2 separate regions of the Mus musculus genome follow, and region 1 is linked to region 2. Evidence: chromatin contacts called from public HiChIP or PLAC-seq data. All regions are on one chromosome and are shown on one strand. The core of a region is the stretch at or near the end of the contact, and the rest is flanking DNA. Distances in the headings are between cores, read along the strand shown.

The links. HiChIP or PLAC-seq counts read pairs in DNA pulled down with a chosen protein or histone mark.
Region 1: a contact with region 2 is called in a FOXA1 HiChIP or PLAC-seq map of pancreatic cancer cells. The contact joins the promoter of Tcf12 here to the enhancer-like site in region 2. A contact is called at or near these places in 2 of 39 promoter capture datasets (both in liver) and 3 of 115 datasets of contacts at active chromatin or transcription factors (embryonic stem cells, fetal liver and pancreatic cancer cells).

What each region holds. Positions count from the first base shown.
Region 1 is chr9:72,107,698-72,113,199 of GRCm38.p6, forward strand. Tcf12 (transcription factor 12) reads right to left here and starts at 4,122. Exons shown (of 21, transcript NM_011544.3): 1 at 3,879-4,122; 2 at 3,041-3,137; 3 at 1,979-2,051. The coding sequence starts at 3,115.
Region 2 is chr9:71,568,361-71,573,678 of GRCm38.p6, forward strand. The region is part of intron 2 of Myzap (myocardial zonula adherens protein); the gene reads right to left. Among named protein-coding and RNA genes, the nearest start is that of Myzap, 21 kb to the right of the region's middle. Within about 2 kb of position 2,906, at least 81 of the 459 cell types and tissues checked have an H3K27ac peak or open chromatin away from gene starts, as enhancers often do. A contact at or near this core is called in pancreatic cancer cells, where this site is marked.

The DNA.
Region 1 (5,502 bases), core at 2,872-5,371, 540 kb after region 2:
TCCTATATGTTGCACATCAATAAAACTAGAGTATGTTACAAGTATCCTTTGGAATCATCATAGGTTAATCAAATGTCTAGAAGATACACACATAGTACATACACAGAATATTATTGTGCCAATTTCTTTTAAACATCCACTTTGAAATAAGAAAGGCTATGGAGAAGCTGTACCCATTGGGTATTTTGCTGTAAAATAACCTCGTGCAATTTTCTCATCTCAAAATTTAAGTCTCATTAACTACTGAAGAGCTTTATGTTATAATTCTTTTGAAACAAACCCCACAGCTAAATACTGCTATGTCCACAGAATATAGATTCTTAAGTCCAAACACATCGTAATCCAGAAAAATGAGTGTAACTTGTATGACAAATATTTGTGAGACCCAGCCCTGCAGAGTGCTGGCAATGCCAGTGCCATGCCTGCAGTCCACCAGAAGGTTTCCTATCAGAAGTCATTCTTAATATCTAAAAATAAGTCAATTGCATTCTCTCAGCAAGTTTCTAGTGCTCCTGTCCTGATCAATGCCCAGGTAAATATGTTTTCCACAACTTGATTGGAAGCTAACAGTATAAAATAGCAATCAAGAGTCACAGAACACACCAGGCGCCCGCCTATTATGTCTTACAATAGGTAAATCTAAAAGTTTGTGACAACAAACTCTTAGTAGTTGTAAAATCAAGAAGTCCTCTAAATGCTAAGAGAGGTATGGCATACAGCCACTTCTTTACAAATAATTTTCTACCTCTTTCCTAAAAAGCAGAAATGTTCCAGTGATTACCAGCAAAAGGAGAGATGGTGGAAGAGCTGGACTCTGGCGAGTATTTCCTCAAGAACACTACAACTAGCCTTTAGGTTACATGCAATCAAATTGCTTTTATTTTCCTCTTTGATTTGTTAAATGACATGCTTCAGTGTCATAGTTAAAAATGGAGTTCAGCTAAACTGATGTGTGATTTTCAACAGAAACATTTTTCTAAACATGAAGTAGAAGTAGAATAAAATGTTAAGCCAGTTATAAAATTAAGCTAATTTCCAGGCTTTCTGCTCTCACAGCCCTCTGGAAAGCAGCTATGATTTTGCTAGGGTAAACGAGAAGCACTGCTCTAGTGAGCAGTGACTGAGCGGCTCCTGCCCAGACACACTACAGCCAGTTTTCTCAGGACCATGCTCTCAATGCTCTTCTCCCCATCTCTTGGACACTGAAGAATAAGTTGAAATGAAACAAATTAAACTTCTGTATCCCTGCTCTGGAATACTTACTTTTAAATTGTAAGTTTTTTTTTTTAAAGTGGGACACTATTTAGTAATATGACATAGTTTACCAAAAGCAAGCAAATTTAACATTAATAATATTGCTTAGGAATCTAACTTTAAAAAATATCCTAATATAATTTGATTACAGGACAAAAATTTGGCCCTATGTCATTTAAAATAAGACCTTATTTTAATATAGAATTATCATTTTAAATTAATATCCACAAAATTACTTATTTCCTACAGTGTAAAACCCATTTTTTAAAATAAATACAACTTATTAATTATTGTTTGACTCAATTCTACTTTTTATGCACATAGATTAAACAATACTTTTATCCATTTTAGAGCCTAGGATTTAATAACACTAATGATCTGAAGATATATTAAATGTCTGCATATATAAAAGGAACACCCGTGAACCACAAAGCTTTCTTCAAGCACTTTTCTAAATACAGTCATGACACAATCCATCATGCTCAAGACAATTTTCAATCTTAACATTCACAAAAAGAGCAACTTTAAGTCCATGCTAAAATTCTTTAAAACATCCAAGCAATCTTCAGAACAACTCTCCAAGTTTGAGGCGCTAGTAGTTTATAATTGTAACCGGACAGTGTAAAAAAATGGTGTGGCAGGCACTAAAATGCTTTATAGACTTTTCTACTAAAATATGTCAGTGCTCTGAAATAGAAATTTCTGATTTTCAACATCGTCTTACCTGACCCGCTGAACTGACTACTTCCCAGTGTTGTTGGTCTCGTTTTCCCACTATTAACAGGTGGAGAAAACATCTGCAAAATAACCCAAATGTACCTATTAATCTTAAAATTCTTCTATATTCCTTGCAAAGAAAAGTTCACCAAGTGTCATCAATTAGGTTCCTAATTTTCATAGAGAATTTGAAATAAAAATGGAAGACCCATTCAGACCAAGGCTGGCAATAACAAGTGATATTATTTACTAATATTGCTTGAGAGAACCGGTGACATTTGCTATGAAAACCCAGCCACAGGCAAGATTACAAGATAATTAAGTTTAAACAGTAAATTTTTACCCATGATCTTCACTTTGGCCCTAAGTGATTCTCATTACATTAACATTACTTAATAAGCACTTGCAATCAGAATCATGTCCGATGAAATTACCACATACAGGAAAGATAATAACAGTTCTAATACAGCAGGTATTGGCCCTGCCTTCTAGGAGCAGTTAACGTTGAAATTCAATCCATTAGTAAGAAATAAGGGCAATGGGCTCTATAGCTTCACCTTTTATTTTTAAATCATTTTCCATATTACATATGCAGACGGCATATGTATACTTAAAGCAGTCAGCTCACAAGGCTGGGAATTCTAGCGCTGGGGTTGGCTTTTTTGAAGCTGGCATCTCTCAGGTACCACAGGCTAAATGAAGTCGTGGGGAGGGAAATGCTGAGAAGTCTTCAGGAAAAAAAATATTTTTTTTCTTTCATATAAAGTCTAAAATCTCTAATAATTATCAGAAGGGAGTGACTCAACCAGAGCTCATGATTACATTGTTCTTCTTTTAACTAGTTAAATCAAATGACCCCTCTGGCATTAAAGTTTGAAATCTGCAAGTCTAGACATTACATCAAAGTTCAGGTGTCCAACTTGGGGGAGCTGGACTCCAGCCCTGAGAACTAGCGCTGAAAAGCAGATGGAGTTGCCCGCTGCCATGTCGCTTTCCCCCCTTTTCTCTCTTGCTCCCGATCTCGGGAAACCTCAGCAGAACCCCAAGATGCGGAGGAAAGCTCTCATACCGCACTGAAGTCCAGCAGGTCGCTCAGCTCCTTGTCGGTCCCTATCGCGGCCATGCGCTGCTGCTGGGGATTCATCTTCAGCCACTTCTAGCAGGTCCTAAGGCAGAGAAGACAGGCTGAGCCGCGGACACCCGGACGCTCGACGTGAGAAGGAGAGAGAGGGAGAGAGAGAGAGAGAGAGAGAGAGAGAGAGAGAGAGAGAGAGAGAGAGAGAGAGAGAGAGAGGCAGCGCTCGGGGTGGGGGGCGCCGAGCGACACGCCAGATCCCCACGCATACCCGAAGGACAGTGACGGAAGCCGCTCCGACACGGGAGCCCACGCGTGGCTCCGTGGCTCCCGCAAGTTTCCAAGGTGGCTCGGCTTCGGGGTGCCCCCGGGGAGGAGTACGGAGCGAGCCCGCGCCCAGCGAGGGAGCGAGAAAGCGGCGGCGACCCGGAGACCAAGTGACTCACTCGCTCAGCAACAATAGAGCTGACAAGTTGCGGGGAGCGCGCCGCTCGCAGGCCCGCGTCTGCGGCCCGGACGTCCCCAGCGGGGGTCCCCGGCTTGGTTGAGAGCGCCCCACGCGCGTCCGCGCCCCGCAAACTCCCGCCCGGCCTCCACCTCCCACTTGGGCCGCCCTGCCCCGGACTCGCGGAACAATGAGGCGGGCTCGGCGGCTCCCCGGCCCCGAGCGCCGAGCCCCGAGCGCCGCGCAGGCCGAGCGCCGCTGCCCGGGCCTGGACCCCGCAGCTCGCGCCTCCGCCCCGCCGCGCGCCGCAACTTGGACGCGGCCCCGGGCTCCGCGCCGTACAAAGGGACCTGAGTTCCGCACGTCCCGCCCGCCGCCCGCGGTTACCTGCCGCCCGGGCTCCGCATCCAACCTTCCCGATTAAAGTTCACTTTGGCCGGGAGCGCGGGCTCAGGCTTTCCCCCTCCCCACGCGCCGCCGGCGGCTGCGTTGCCTCGGGCCCCCGCGAGTGCTTGAGTCGGCGCGACTCGGGCGGCTCTCGGGCTTAGCCGCCCGTGGCTCCCCGGGCGGGCTGGCTGTCCCCCCGATAGAACTTGTGGGTCTCCTCAGGCGGACATTTTTTTTTTTTTCCGCTGAGGCGGCCTCAGCACCGAGCTCCGCTCGCCTCCGGATCCCTCCGCGCCTCAAGCGCGTCGGCTTAACCCCTCGCTGCCCGGCGCGCTCCCGCCTCCCGCGCCGAGGAAGTGGGACCGCGGAGGGGGCGGGGAGGCACGGGGCGGGGCGGAGCGGCGGACGGACAAAGCCCACGGCGGGCGGCGGCCGTCTCCTCAAGCTCACTGCGCCCCGAAGTGCCGCGACGGGGACGCAGCTGGGCAGCATCTGGATCTGCCACCCGCAGCCATTCCGGAGCTCAGCCACGCCGGACGCGGGAGGCGAGGCCGGCTGTGGAGCCGCAGCTGTGGTGGGCGGACTCTGTGGGAAAAGCGCAAAGCCCCTCACGCCGCGCTCATCAGCTTGCTCACCTGAGCGTGCCGTCCCACCTGAGCCCCGCGCTGCAACACCAAGTTCTGGGAAAGGATTGCGCCTGGCCTTTGCTGTAACCAGAGAGACAGCCCCAGGAAGTTAAGTCTTGATGAGCAAGTTCCGAACTTGGCCTGAAGAAGCCCCAAAGAAAAAGGGGAAAAATTCGGCCTTGGAAGTTAAGGTTTACTTGAGGGGAAGCTAAGGTGATTGTGTTGAGGTCTGCGAGCACAGAGAAGACCAGCCAGGCCCAAGCAGAAGAAACACTCGAGACAAGCATCCAAAGAAACGAATTGAAGACAGTGGCCAACTCTTGAGTATCCTGACTGTAAGAAGGAGCCGTTGGCCTCAGAAGTTCATATAAAGAAGATAGTTAAATGTGCCATTGCTGTACTTACTGCAACCAGAGCTGTCCAACCAGAGAAGCAAATTAAGGTTTATATGTGGGACCTCCGTATAGACCATTCCAGAACTAATGGTAGCCTACTCACCCCCAAAGCCAGTCCCACTTAGGTACATACATGCTTTGGCAACTTGTGGAGTGTGTCTCCATCCTAAACAAAGTAGCATGATTTCACCTAAAAAATGATAACGATCCCGTTTCCAACTAAGACTAGCGGATGGTTAACCCACATACAAATAGGCAATTTGCTGAAGTCTTTGAGAACATTTTTGCAAATGCTATAAAAAAAAAAAATGAATGTCATCTTCCAAACTCAAGATCTAGCCAGAGTAAATCAAACAGACAAGAAGAAAGTCTTCGCAAGGAGAGATCTGATCTTTGATGATGTTTCCAATATAAATCAAACAGTTCTGAGCCAAGTCTAGCATCATTGATTAAATGAACAGGGTTTGGTTATCCGTAATTTGGTGTATACAAAAGTGAGGCAAAAAGCAGTCACAGAACAACCAGGAAATTTGATTAGGTAACTGGTAAAGCCATATTTCTGTGGTACAATCTCTAGGGAAGATGCTGAGGTTTGGTCTTCTG
Region 2 (5,318 bases), core at 1,656-4,155:
CAGGAGCCCAGCCCTCACATGCTAGAACCATCAGGAAGTGTCAGGCCAGAAATAGGGCTCTTCTCCAGTACCCCACCCTACCTCCATCCTTCCTCATGGCCCCCCTTCTGTTCTTCTACCAACTCCTTTTTGACTCATGCTATTCACAAGACTCTTCCCTCTGCCATACTGCTAGACTGAGATGTCTCTTCCTCCAGAGTGACTGCCTCGACCCTTCAGAACTGGTAGGCCTCCTCATGCCCATTCTCCCCGTAATGACAGCCATGCATGAGTGACTGCAGGTGTCCTTAGGATGAGAGCCCTGCTCCCCTGGCAGCTACCAGTCCTGAGATGACCACGCCCCATCTGCCTTTTTTTTTTTTTTTTCACTCTTAACGGCAGCAGCCAGCAGTGATGGACAGATTGTGACTCTCAGCAAATATTTACTGAATGGAGCTTTAGAAGCCAGAAGAGGCTCTGGGGAATCATCTCAAATATTGGAAACAGTCTAGCTGAAGGAAACGCCCTTTGTTCCTTAGAGCAAGGGACAGACAGGAGCCCAGAGCCTTAACCACAACATGAAATACAAAAAAAGTCCCAGCACAGTAGATGTTTAGAAAATAACACATGCTCAAGGTAAAACAAAACAAAACAAAACAAAAACAAAAAACAAGAAAACACAGAAAAAAATAAGAGCTAATAGGTTTGCAAATGCTTATAGTTCATCTTTTCCCCTCCTCTTGAAATATTGCTAAAGTGAGTATTACTTTTTGGCATGATAAAAGCATTGTGGCAATATTGAAAGGCAGTGTTTATCTTTGAGAGAAGCATATTGAAGTATTTATGACATATTTATTTCCTTATACAGGTGAAGGAAGTGGACAGGATGCAGGCTTTAGATGAGGCACCATTGACCAGAAGTGGAAGGGAGCCCTGGCCCTGAATGTGGGCGGGGGGGGGGGGGGGCTGACCGTGGGGGGTGGGCTGCTGAGGCTGAGGCAAAGGCTAGAAGCACATATTCCTTTGGTATAAGTGTCAAGCTCTCCACAGTTAAAAGATTATTTGAAGCTTTAGAATGCTGCTTTGTATCTTTTAAAAATCAAGTTTTAAATTATATATGGAGGTTGGCAAGATGGCTCAGCTGGGAAAGGTGCTTGCCACATAGCCAGAAATCCTGAGTGTTCCTGGAATCCACATGGCGGAAGGAAAAAAATCGGCTCCTGCAGCGTGTCCTCTGACCACTACACATTCGTCGTCATCACACAGAGAGAGGGAGAGAAAGACGACGGAGACAGAGACACAAAGAGAATGTGTGGATGGAAAATAGATGTAGAAAACAAAGCATCTAACATATGTTTGAGGCTGGAGAGATGGCTCAGTGGTTAAGAGCACACAATACTGTTAGAGGAGCGGGGTTAAGTTCTCAGTACTCACCCACATGGGGCAGCTCATTACCACCTGTATCTCAGCTCTAGGGAACTGGATGCTCCAAAAGTACCAGTATCCATCCATGTACACACACACATACACACACACACATACACACACCACACACACATATACACACACACATACACACACCACACACACACACACATACACACACATACACACACACACACAAATACACACATATACACCACACACACACACACACACACACACACACACACACATACACACACATACATACACCACACACACACACACACACACACAAACATACCTTAAAAATAAGTCAAATCTTTTTTAAAAAGAATATGTATATGCCAGACCTATTACTAATGTTAGGAACCCATTATGAATATGACCTATTATGAATGTTATGAAAATATTATGAATATGAAATGAACAATGCCAGGCAAAGCTCCTTGAAAACTAAGTCCCTGTAAGTGTTGAGATGAAAAGACGGTCTCTGTCACAGTAGGGAACCGAGACAACTCACAAAATTCTCTAAACACCACATAAAACAGATCAGGATTAAAACAGGTGCAAACAGCCATACACAGGAAGAGGTCATGTGACCCGTGACTTCTTAGGAGCACTCCCAGCTCAGAACTTACCTCAGACTCTGGCTGCAGCTGTTCCCTGGGTTGGAAAAGGGGGAGAAGCCACAAAAAAGTAACCCAGCCCCAAATTCTATAAAACGGCCTGAGGAATTCACTGGCCGTTGAATTAGTTAGGCTAGTGATGGGGGGGTGGGGGGGTGGGGGGGCGGGGCGGACTAGGTTTTTCACCTCTTAAATTGGAGGATGTGATCTGACAGTATAACAAACTCCACAAAGGCAGGGAGTGTGCCTAGTAGTTCCACAGCTGCGTCTCAATACCCAGCATAGGCAGACATTCAATAAACTTGGAGAGGATGGCATGTGTGTACATACATGTGTTCATATGTTGGCAGGCACACATGTGGGTGCAGGTCAGTATGTGTGTGTATACACATATATATATATACACACATACACACACATATATGTTATATATATAGACTGTTATATATGTTAAATATATGTTATATATACATATGCATATATATATATATATATATAGTGTGTGTGTGTGTGTGTGTGTGTGTATGAGCATATGCACATGTCGAGGCCCGAGAGGTCAACCTCAGGTGTCAATCTCAAGAATAACATAGTCCCTCCTTCGAGACACTGCTCTGACATTATTTTACATAAGTGTATCGATGTGAATAGAGTTCCACAGTTGGGGAGTGGAGGAAGGGGTGAATACTCTTGTGTTGTAGAAGAGGAACCTGGGTGCCTTCAATAGGGCTTGAGATAGGCCCTGCAGAGGTTAGTGAAGGATCCAGGACCAGCACCTCAGGCCTGTTTGTTGTGAGGCAGACACAGCCCCTGCACACTATCACAGAGGCAGCCCAGCCCCAGCTGCAGCCGTGAATCATGGCAGTTCACCCACTCACCTGGCAACAGCCAGGATGTTGTATAAACAGGCTCTCTGAGGGCAAGAACCAGCAGGCTTGCTCATCCAGGCTTTTAAAGGAAAGGGGCTATAAAATCTGCTGGCGAGGGTTTCCTCCTCTGACACACAACCGCTCCAGAAGCCCTGGACTCTGCACCCACACGCACAGCTACTCTCCCTCGCTTAGCTCCTCAAAGTCTCAAAACAGACTAAAGTAACATGATATCCTTCCTGTGTGTTAGTAGCTTCTCATAGCACTGCCTCTTCTAGCTAGTCTCTTAATACGCACAAGATTTGCTCATGGTGATTGCAGAACCAGCTCCAACCAGCTCTGACCAGCTCCAAGACTACGCAGCTACATTCTGATTCAACATGATAGATCTGTCATAGCTAGTATTGGTTCTCTCTCTCTCTCTGTGTGTGTGTATGTGTGTTCACTAGATTTGGGCAGAAATATGGATACAGACCTTCAGAGAATTACAGAGTTCTTTGAAAATGTCAGATGCCAGTATTTAACTTCAAAATGATCTACTACCAATTTTGTTCCTAAGGTTTAGCCATATTTAAAAGCATCCCACATTGATCAATTCCTTTGAATGAAATCTGTGATCAAATAAAATCTGTGATCATCCCTTCTTCCACATTATTATGTTCAGTATACAAATAAAAAGCCGGAGTCTGTGGCACACACCTGTAATCCCAGCCCTCGGGAGGTAGGGGCAAGGGGACCAGGAGTTCAAAGCCAGCCTCAGCGACATGAAAGAAACAAAAAGACAAGCAAACAAACAAAAAGTCAAAAGACAACAAAAAGCTAATCCATCTGAATTGCTTGCACAATTTTAAAAACGTGGGTTGAACTGTGTCACTTCCCAATAAAAAATATGTTGGGGTCTTAACTGCTAGTAACTTAAAATCTGACCTTACCTAGAGATGGGATCAACTTAAAAGGGGGTTGTTAAAGTGAGCTCGACTCCATTATCAGCAGGGTCCTTACAAAAAGGAGGGAATTTGGCCAGACAAGGATGTGCTCACAGGAAGAGCTCCGTCTGTGAAGACAGCAATCACACAGCCATGAGACAAGGACTGACCAGAGCCACCAGACTCTGGATGAGTTTAAAGAAGGGCTCTGCCTCAGAGCCTCCACAGGGAATGTGGGCCTGCCTCCATTCTAGGCTTCTAGTCCTCAGAACTAGGCAACAACAAAAATTCTATTGTTTAGCCCATGTAGTCTACAGTGTTATAGAAACTTCTGAAATTAACCTGAAGTCATTGTAGTCACCAAAAACCTACTGTGTGTAGAGAGCAAGGCTCTACAGGGGCAGAATAGCTAACGCCTTCTTGCTCTGTGTGTTTCTATGCTAACTCAATGTCATTTTCACATCCAAATATTTACAGAAACATCTATCCATTCCTATGGCATTTCTTTGCTAAGAACGCTACAGTTAAAACAAGAAGGGTGGGGGATTGGAGAACCTGCAGCTTAGGGAGGCCTGGTTATGGCAGCACAGGACAGACAGAGAAGGTCTCAATGGAGAAGCGAGCCATTTGTTGAGCCTGGAGGGACAGGATGTCTGGGTAAGTACAGACAGCTAAGAAGACACTGCAAGCATGAGAATGAACCTCAGCAGGGGTCCTGAGGAGGGAGGATATGCCAGGTACACAGGAGATCAAGAGGGCTCAATGGGCTGGGTTTAGGTGGATGAAGCCCATGAGGGTAAGCTGGCAGGGCCCAACCAGTGATGTCACATGGGAGCAGAATTAGAATGGATTCATGGTCTCCAGAGAGATAGTATCACCATCTTTCACCTTCTATCCTCATAGATCAGGTCATGCCTTCCTAGAACACCTCTCACTATGGCAACTCATTTACTACTTGTTATTTATTTAGGGTTTTTTGAGACAGGTTTTTCTGTGTAGCCCTGGCTATCTTAGAACTCACTCTGTAGAGCAGGTAGGCTTGGAACTCACAGAGATCCACCTGCCTCTGCCTCCCAAGTGCTGGGATTAAAGGCATGCGCCTGGCTTACTTTATTTTCAAAAGTGTTCATGTTCATATATTGTGGAGGCACACACATATGTGTCCAGAGACCAGAGAATGACCTTATGTGTCACCCTCAAGAACATTGTCCTACTATCTTTGAGAAAAGTTTTCTTTTTGACCTGGAGCTTGCCAATGAGGATGGACTGGCTGGCCATCAAACTCCAGGGACCCACCTGTCTCCGCCTCCCCAGCACCGTGACTACAAGTCTCTATGTCCACGCACATCACTTTTACTTAAGTGCTAAGGTTGATCTGCTCTAGGGTTAGGGAGCCTCTCCAATACATCCCATCGTCCCACAACTCCAGGAAAAGCACTGACTATTGATTGAATTTGCCTTGAGCATCTTCCCAACACACTCCCATTCGACAGGGC